Linked DNA regions of Anser cygnoides: region 2 is linked to region 1. Evidence: chromatin contacts called from public Hi-C data. All regions are on one chromosome and are shown on one strand. The core of a region is the stretch at or near the end of the contact, and the rest is flanking DNA. Distances in the headings are between cores, read along the strand shown.

Region 1 (5,082 bases), core at 1,337-3,836:
ATGCACAGTGTGTGTGTGTCACATGGCAAGGGAAAGGCTGAGCGCCTGCTATGTTTTACAGCCAGCAGCAAAAACATCCTTACCCAAACTGCTATCAAAAATTGCCTCACTGGAGGCTTCCTGATGGCTGTTCCGAAAAGGCGATGATGTGTGTGCTGCAGTCTCTTGTCAGTTGGATCCCATCAGTACTCCACTGGGCCGTATTTTGAAGTTACAACTCAATTCTGTGAAAAACCCACAAACATACCATTACTCTTACACAATCCAAAATGGCATTTAATATCCCTCGACAGAGCAGCTCTGCACCGAGACAAAGCATTCATCTTCTGGCGGAATGAAAATTTTAAAGCTTCTATTCTCGAATACAATATGGAGGTGAAAAGAGATAAAAAAATAAATAATAAGCAAAAATCCTACTGTGAATGTGTATATATTTGTCCAACCTACACAATCAGCAACAATTATAAATAATCTTTATTTTACATTTTATTCTGTGGAATGGTATCTGACAGGCTAGAGTGATAAAATTTACTTGCTTATTGTGTCTTTCCTCAGAGTACAAATATTAGGATGACACATGCATTTACATGCATTTATCAGTGATAGTTTCTTTAGCCAGGAAGGGAAGAGGTGAAAACCAAGATCTTATAACTGGCTGGATATGTGGGAGCTGCACAGAAAGAAGCCCTGCTCTGACTGCTCTGTATTCGGCTGGAGCATCATACCCTCCTAGCAAGGACAACTTATTCAGTAGTGAAAGGGGAGACTTGTACTTGAAGGCAATGGCTTCAAGGTTTTAGCACCCCCAACATGAGTTTATCTAATGATAATACTCCAACTAATTTACTGGGTAGCCGAAGCTGTATGTGCAGACAAATAAATATCTGAATTAAAAAGTTTAACAAGCAGTTCCGCTGTAGCTCCTATTTACAATGTAATGCTTTACAAATATTTACTAAGCAAACTATCAGAAGTGTCTAAATAGAGGAGATACTTTGGTAAGAGGAAATGTTTTTAAATTACAAGATCACAAAGCATTAGAGGATCACAGTCAATTATTTTACTGCCTGAAAACAGAGAGTTTAGAGGATTTTATAAAGCAAATCTGACTTTGAAAGAGGTTTACCTACCAATTTAGTGTGTAACTTAATATATTCATTTGAACATAAAATCACTCTGAAAATTCTTGACAGAAGTCATGCTATAGCTTTTTTTTTTTTTCAACCTGTCAATAACTATACATGGGTTCTTACAGTAATTACACTACTGCAGTGCTTGGGAGGCATTCATTCAGTTCACATATTTTCCAGTCTCCCCTAACAACACAGAGAAAGTTCCTTAATTTCTCTCTCATTCAGCTCACATCTTAAAATTAGCATAGTATTTATTTTCTCCTAATCTTTCCCTGTCCTGCCTGGTTAGATTGCAAGCTGTTTGGGATAGGGATTGCCTCTTTCTTTGCACCTCTGAAGTACCTTGCACATTGGGACTTCTGAGCAACTACTGTAACATTAATTAATAATCTGGAACCTAAACTCTTCCAACTTGGCCAGAAAAAAAGCTGCAGGGACTGCGTAAGTCTGCTGCTGGAAGAATGAATCACTCCTTCTTCCAGAGTGGAAGCTGCCAGCAGCTCTTGCGGAGGACACATGCGAGATGTGATGCCTGCTGAAGAAATCTCTGAGACCGTCCTCGCATGGCTTGACTGTACTGCCCAACTGAAGACCATTTCTCCTGCCTCCCTGCACCACACCTGTGCTAAGTGTAATGACGAAAAAAATGTCAGCCTGTGGCCATGGCCAGATGCCTGGTGACTTGCACATGACTCAAAGCCCTGGTGGCCTTTGACACTGTGGAGCATGTGAAATCCCTGACACAGCTGTGTAACCTGGCTCAGAGAAAGAAATGCCTCAGTGTGGTTCCACTAATTCCTCACTAAGTGCTCCCAGATGGTAGCAGATGACTTTTCCTCCTGTTAAGGGTTCCCAGATGCGATACGCAACAGCACTCCAAGCCGATCACCTCCTCCGTCTGACATCTGTACAGGGGCTGTGGAAGCGATTGCCATGCAGTATATGGCCCGCAGGGTTATTAATATCAATGCTACTTTATATTTTCTTTCCATCTGGGAATTACAGCTGCCCTCTGACATGCCTGATATTGAGGACATACCGAGAGAGAGAAATGAAAACCAGCTTGATGAAGCTCAAGTCCAAATGTATAGAGATGACATGAATTAGGGGAGAAAGCCTTTGGAGGATACAATGAATCAAAGATTGAACACAGAGGTTGCTGTGTTGGATTTTAAAGAAGTGCAGGGAACAGAAAGGCTCGTTTCGATTCGGAGCATTTCCAGAAGGGGCTGCAATATTGCAAGAGGCAGAGCCTGGCACTCTCCTGCCCCTTCTGCTTTTGCCTGAAGACCTACGTTGCCTTCACGATGCCAGTCAGCGCACGATGCTCACATAAAACGCCAAACCCAAGAGGAAACCCCAAACCCCTCCTTCCCCCAGCTCCCCGGGACCGCACGTCCCCTCAGGGCCGGAGCCCTCTCCCTTGGCCCATCGCCTCGGGCCCTCCCGGCCGGGGCCGCACCGCCTCCCGTGGGCGGAGCGGGCGCAGGGAGGGAGGGAGGGAGGCGGCGCGGGCAGCGGCGGCATGTCGCACCCGTCCCCCAGCGCCCGGCCCGGCAACCCCCGCAACCCCCGCGCCTTCTTCGATGTGGACATCGGGGACGAGCGAGGTGGGGCCGGGGCTTCGGCCTGCGGGGCGGTGTGGGCCGGGGCGATGTGGACGGGGAGGGAGCGGGGGGGGCACGGCGGCAACATGGCCCCCGCGGGCCCTGCGCGCCGCTTCTCGCCCTGCTTTCGCCGGGCGCGGAGCTCCGCCGCTGTCAGAGGGAGGGGGGGGACGCGGCCCCGCGGAGCCCCGCGGCCGGGCAGAGCCGCCCCACACGGCGCAACGGGCAGCTGCGGCCCCGCACGGCCCTGGGGCCGCCATTTGCTCCCCGCCGGGCCCCAGGCGCCCCGGGCTGGCGGCGGCCGCGGGTGGCGGTGTCGCCGGGGGTGTTGGAAGGTGTGGGCACGGGGGCGGAGCTGGGATAAAAAATGACGGGGAAGGGCGGCGGGGCAGTGCCTGGAGGCGTGGGTTGGCAGAGCCCACGTTGGCGCGGTGCTGCCTCCAGAGCGCCGTGCGGCTGTTCGGAAGAATGAGGAGGATGAGGTGGTCTGCTTTGTACTGACTTCCAGCCATCTGATTTCATTCCCGCGTTAATTAGAGTTAGTATAGTTACACTCAGCGTCCGGGAGAGTGAGGCTGTTAGGCTGAGGAGAAGAGGGGAGCATCCTCTCTGATGGCGGCACCAAGGGGGGACAGCACCGTAAGGAGCCAGCTTGTGACAAGGTGACAGAGCGACACAAAATCCATCTGTCCACTCTTGTAGGGTGTGTGATCTTTCCAGGTTTCGCTTCCTGTACGTTTTTAGGTGTAAGGACTGCTTAGTAGCACCTGTAACTGTACAGAGCCATTATTCGCCTGCAAGTTCAGCATTACTCCATTTTAGTAAAATGGGAGCTTAAGGGAATGAGGAGTAAGGTTGGTTTACATGCTTGACATAAACTTTTTGATCAAAAAATCTGAAACATTGACTTCCTTTGCCCTGTAATGCTCGATAAATCACTGTGCCAAGGCCAGGACTTAACATTTTCTCATTTTCTGTCATTTCAGTTGGACGCATTGTCTTTGAATTATTTGCTGACATTGTACCTAAAACTGCCGAAAACTTCCGTGCGTTATGTACGGGAGAGAAAGGAACAGGGCCCACAACTGGAAAACCTCTCCATTATAAAGGATGCCCTTTCCATAGAAGTAAGTCCTGTGAAATCCTTCATTATCAATATTTGAAATAATGGTAAATGTTATTGTGGAGCATTTGTTGAAGAAATAATGACTGAAACTAAGTTTTTGACTTTTTGATTCTCCTAATCTCTAGATATTGTCTGCCGTGCATTGTCAATAAATTTGCATTATAAATTCATCAGTAAATTAGCAAAACTAATTTAATGTGAGTTGTAAATAGGTTGAAGTGGTTTTCAGGTAAAGAATCAAATTTCAAATAACGTTCACTGAATAGAAAAGGAATGTGTGGGTGAGGATAACTAAAATGTGGTTTGCATTTTATTTAGGCGCAGTGCTGATGACTGGGATTGCTCGTCATCTCTGAATTGTTTGGTCTGCAGTGCCTTTCCTGCCTTGCTGCTATATTTTGTAATTATTTTCTTTTACAGTTATTAAGCAGTTCATGGTCCAGGGTGGAGATTTCTCAAATCAAAATGGCACTGGTGGAGAAAGTATTTATGGTGAAAAATTTGAAGATGAAAACTTTCATTATAAGGTAATATATTAAAAATAGTAATTGCATCCAGTTTTTTGAATTTTCAGTGAATTTTAGTTTTCTTCAAGTTCAGCACTAGTGCTCTTTAGTCCACTGTTAATGTATTTTTAAGCAGTGGAATGAATGCAGCAAAAAATCCCCCTACTAGTTTGTCCTTAGAGTCTTTATTGAGTACAGAAGAAAGCATCCACCTTATTAAGAAAGGGCAACCATAGTCTACATTTTTTTTTAATTGCACCATCAGAAATTAATTTGAAACAGTATTTCTGTTCCATTGAAGGAGGTAGGGATACTATTGTAAAAGAGTGACAAATGGGATTTGAGTATGTACAGGTCTGGATTTGAGGATGTTGTTTTAAGAGATGTTGGCTTTGATGGCAGAGCTAACTTCAGAAACTCCTACCCCCCATTATTTATTCCCACTCCTGTATCAGAGCACACTAATTATAGCACCAATGCAACTGTTCATGGATCCATTCTATACATTAAAAAATGTATCTTTTAAATGAGCTATTTCATGTATTTTATAGTGTAGCAAGTTTGTTCACCCTGCTGCAGGATGGCAGGAAGGAGCTACACTGTGAGAGTAGGAAATTACAAAGCCATCTTTGTCCCCAAAATCAATGTCTAGTGATACCAGGGAGACTGTAGCTGCATGTGCCTTACACATTCAAACAGGTACAATTAAC
Region 2 (4,785 bases), core at 1,863-4,362, 35 kb before region 1:
GAAAAAACAAACAACAAAACCCCAGCAAAAACAGTTTGTGGGAAACCAGAGTTCAAGACAAAAACACAACCTCATTTGAACTTCAGGAACTTGCATGCAGAGACAGAAATTCCCAAGGAAGTTTGGAAAGGATGGGTCAGTCAGCATCTAAGAATCATGACAAGTTTTTGTACTGCTTCTCAGGAACAGAATTTGAAGAACTGTGGTCTGCAAGAAAAGCCTTTTCAACAAAGCTGCTAATCTAGCTTGGCTGCCAATTGACTACATGAAGTTCCAGCTATATATCTCATTTTCTCTGAGCTACTGGCCTAAGACATTAGTCATGAAAATGGTGGAGTCTTGGCTGTACAAACAGAAGTGCAAACTCTGCTGTCATCGAAGTATTCAGCCGGAAACCTACTGTTTCTCCAGCAAGCGATCAGAAAACAAGTATCTGAAGAGGCCATTTGGCTCAGAAAGAACCCCAAAACAAAAGCAGTTCTAAACAGCAGAACTAATAATGCCCTGTTTCCAAGATCTTTCTGCAGCACGGATTCTCCCATGAGGAAAAAAGACAAGCTATTCCCTCCAGTGAATTAGAAGCCCGGTACAGCTACTTTCCTTTAAACAATTTGTTACGTTCATAACACTTTGAAGAACCTTCCAGCTGTCAAAATGCAGATGCTACTTTAATTTGCCTGAAATTATTTCCTCCTCGCTGTTTTAACATTTTCACACGTTGTCTTATTTCTTTAGGAAACTAGACTAGAAAGTACTTCCATTTACTGAAAGCAAAATGTTTACTAACTCCTTTTCAACTGTCGGAATGATTTAGAAATCATGACCACTACGTAAGTGCAACTGCATGATTCATGTTAAAAATGATTCTGCAAAAATACCCAGGGAAAATGTTCAATTGTTGACACTAGGGAAAGAAGTTGAGACAATTATAACATTTGAAATTAGGCTTATCAAAAATAGAGTGGGTTTTTATTTTTTTTTGTAGTAGACCACATATTTCAACTGGCAGTTTCTAAGGTTCTCCTAACTGAAGACAGTGAAGAGTAACACAGGCCACACAGTACAAATTTCTTGTAGTCCTCCACTAATTCCATACTGTTTCTGGGTGCAGGTAGATGAGTACATATGAGCAGATAATCAAGACCCATTCACTATTTTGCAACTGACAACAGAAAAATTTGCTTGTTAGCTACAAAAGGTCTGCTGCATTCCATGCTTTGTTATGCTACTGAGCCACAAAAGCTAATAAAATTCCAAAACAGAAGCCATGCTTTTTGATCACAGCCCTTTTTTTCTTCCTGTTTTGGCAGAAGTCGCATCAGGAACACCCAGTGCTAGCCAAGAGAATTGTCATGGGCTATTACCCCACACTTTCAGTAATTGCTCACTAGTCAAGACTTCATCATGGTATAATGTTATTATGGCAGTGGTGCTGTTACAGTCTCTTTCATCTCAACAGGCTGCTCTGCTCCTTCAGAAATAGAGAAAAGTTTAATTTGCTTTTCAGGACGGGGTCTTTAGACACAGACTCTACATTCAGTAAGTATGTCAGATCAGGTCTTGTAGCTCACACTCAACCAAAACTTGATCTTCCCTCATACTGGCAGTATTACCTAACATGCACAGAAATCAGAATGAGCTGACAGTATTTACGACAGAATTCGTCCTTTTAAATAAAAGAGGCTTAAACTCTGCTTAGCTTAAATTATTGCCAAACAGCTGTTGTAAGCAGAAAGGTGTTGCACTCACCACCTTGGAATAATTCCGTTCTCTAAACTAGTTGTCTGACTTCGGAGCCAGCGACGTTGATAGCTGCTAGAAGATGATGATGAAGAGCTTGGAGATGGAAAAGGAGTGACCAGAAGACTGCTGAGAGATGCTATCGAAAAAGGAAAAAAATACACACATAATGAGTGCCAGTTAAATGCTTTTCTTTATACTCTGACTGGGAACAAATTCACATAAACATTGTTCTTGCTTGCTGCTCTTTATAAGAGAATTAGAGCAGTTTTCATGTAACTTGCTTGCAACAGGAGGCACAATCATTTTAAGAAATTCTTCTTGCCATAGAGTATTATTTTCTTATAAAGACAGGGATCTTTCCTCCTAGAACATATTAAAAGTCATCTTATTCTCATTAAAAGCATTCTGCCATAAGATGTGTTTGCTCTCTCATTACACTAGATATACCTCTTGGTCTCTTGACCTTTTTCTACTCAGTGCAAACACCTCTTCTCTTCCCTTGCTATAGTTAAAGGACCAACCAGTTCTTCCTCCATCTTATAGATTGGTAAAAAACAAAACAATGACTGTAAACAAGGAGTATCACAAGAAATATTCTTGCATAAAGTCTTAGGGCAATAGCAGAAAGAAGACTGCTCAGCAGATGTCGAAGAAGTTTGGATTTTTGTCATAAAGGTGCCTAAATTCCACGTGATCCACTGAGCCAAAGAACTGTAACAATTACAAAAGTAGGCAAACAAGAGAAACAGCAGATACCTGACCGAGCAATGCCACTGTCTCTGTCCTCATTTTGTCCTCTGCTGGGCATATCAACAGGTGTACTGTGTGCTAAAACAAACAGATCAGATCAATAGAAAATATTACTTAACTCATTATACTATTTGTCAGCATTTAAAAAACATGCTTGAGACTAAAGGTCACAAAACACCAAAGTTACATCCTGTACCATTACTCCAAATACGCAGTGTTGCGTGAGCAGAGGTGGTAGCAAACACTAGGTCTATACTGAATGTCATGTTACTAGAGGAAGTTAGTTACTTGGCCCAATCTAAAGTGTCTCTAAGAAGCTTAAGAATGTGAATACAGTCTACATTACAAAGTGCATCCGATTTTTGATTACAAGAACTGGTGGTACTACCATCTGTCACTCAACTTTTTTTGTTTGCAAGATTATTAATTTACAAAGGTTAAATGTTACAACAGAATAGTCAAACATGTCCTTCAAGCTTCTGATTTACTCCCCAAGCAGAGATTTATTATCTACAAAGCTTCATGGTAAGAAACATTCAGCTTATGATGTACTATACTGAAGTGTTAGTAGTGCAGTCACTGAAATTGTAGAGCATGCAAAATTTGCAAAGGCTGTGAAGAAACTGCATTGGTATTCAAGTTCATTTTTTTTAATTAACAGAACTAATTAAGCCTAATATCTACCCACCTGCATGGGTCATCAGTATGCCTGTAAAAGGAGACTATGTAAAGCAGTGTTAAGTTTTTAAAAATTAAAGAAATTGATATTGTTGAAAAATTTAATGCCCTTCAGACTTAGCTCAAGAAGTAGTTTTGAAAGGTGTTTTTTTTACTTTTAGAAAATTAGTATGATATAAGAAAAGAAAAAAGCTGTATTATCAGCAGTACACCTCCACACTAGCAAGAAATCAGCAAGGCAAGAAGCATAACTTCTCTAAGAAATATAAGGGCTCATTTATTATTAAACGCATTGCATAAAAATGTTTTTAAAATTAAGCACTGGAATTGGAAACAGAAAATCAACAAAAAGCAATTAATTCAGCCAGTTGTTTGGAAGAAAGATTTTAAGTATAAAGCCACATTTGTCTGTTGTCACTATCTCAGCCCTTTCTATTTCTAGAGAGTAATTATGTTTCTCTTGTAAGAATTCAGAAGGAGCTGGATTTGTGTGTGCATATGGATGGGTCACACTGTGGTTGGCATTCCACACAAACCTGCAAAGAAAGAAGCACTGCGGATGAGGCGGAGGGGACCTCCTTCAGACACACCCTGCAGCAGTTTGCTGCTACACAGCTGTAACACACCTAGGAAACAAAAGCAATGTAGAGAAAACGCAACGCAAAAAAAATTAAAGGAAAAGATGATGCACAGGAAAAAAAAATAAAAGAAACCAAACTAAAGGAACAGATGGTGTCACACTTTTAGAAAGACAGAACCTGCAAATATTTACCTAAATTACTTCCACTGCGACAGGTTCCCAAACCATTCTGATTAGAGCTCAGCTTTCCCAAGCTGGAATCTTGGTTGATATATTCAAAGCTATCTTGTAAGCTAAGAAAAGAGAAAAAGGCAGTGTTTCTAACTTGATCAATAGTCATTAGTATTAGCTTGAAGATTAGACTCATTTTATGAAAAAATGAAAGATGAAGATTAACTTTACAATTACATTTGAAGGACCAGTAGGTTTTCTGAAACTAAAAGGAAAGAGTCCCTTTTTTCTATATAAACTCCCTCTGAGTTGTTGTAAGCTTCTGTATATCACACATGGGATTCAGTTTATTCAAAGTTGCCCATTTTTGAGAAGAGAATAGATGCGAAACAGTAACTTTTGCTATTGCTGAAGAAAACAGAAGTGCTCCTTGCAACATATACTGCTGCACTCTTCTGGCAGCTGGAAAGGGTATATGTTTTGAATGTCCAAAGTACCTAACCTCTGAAGTTTATGGCATGTCTTTGACAAATTAAGAAGCAGAAACTCAGGGAGGTGTGGTGGTTTTTTTGTTTTGTTTTTTTTTTGAAATATGAATGTCCTGGCTGAGACTTATCAAGTTAACACTTAACCACAATCCAGCCTCCATTTCCAACTTTCTACTAGACCTTTCCACTTCAGCTAAGTCAAATCTCAAAGCAGTGACAGAAGGCCTACAAAAGGAAAAAAAAAAGGGAAGACAACTGTATTGGAGGAGAACGGGGGCGGGAGGGTATGGAGGGGAAGAAGAGAGATGTTCTTACTTATTGTTGCTTCCACTGAAGCTTCCTACCCTGGCTGAGAAGACTTTACTTATCATCAGT

The links. A called contact is a pair of places that touch in the nucleus more often than the background predicts.
Region 2: a contact with region 1 is called in a Hi-C map of liver, with 2.4 times the contacts expected there. The contact joins the enhancer-like site here to the promoter of PPID in region 1. A contact is called at or near these places in 2 of 7 Hi-C or Micro-C datasets (both in liver).

What each region holds. Positions count from the first base shown.
Region 1 is chr4:49,914,206-49,919,287 of Taihu_goose_T2T_genome, reverse strand. It overlaps PPID (peptidylprolyl isomerase D), which reads left to right and starts at 2,586. Exons shown (of 10, transcript XM_048076145.2): 1 at 2,586-2,743; 2 at 3,727-3,867; 3 at 4,287-4,393. The coding sequence starts at 2,659. LOC125184303 (a long non-coding RNA gene) reads right to left here and starts at 482. Exons shown (of 3, transcript XR_007168094.2): 1 at 84-482.
Region 2 is chr4:49,950,293-49,955,077 of Taihu_goose_T2T_genome, reverse strand. It overlaps FNIP2 (folliculin interacting protein 2), which reads right to left. Exons shown (of 18, transcript XM_048076142.2): 5 at 4,726-4,785; 6 at 3,944-4,044; 7 at 3,708-3,797; 8 at 2,500-2,571; 9 at 1,750-1,879. Among named protein-coding and RNA genes, the nearest start is that of FNIP2, 28 kb to the right of the region's middle. Within about 2 kb of position 3,112, at least 1 of the 3 cell types and tissues checked has open chromatin away from gene starts, as enhancers often do. A contact at or near this core is called in liver, where this site is marked.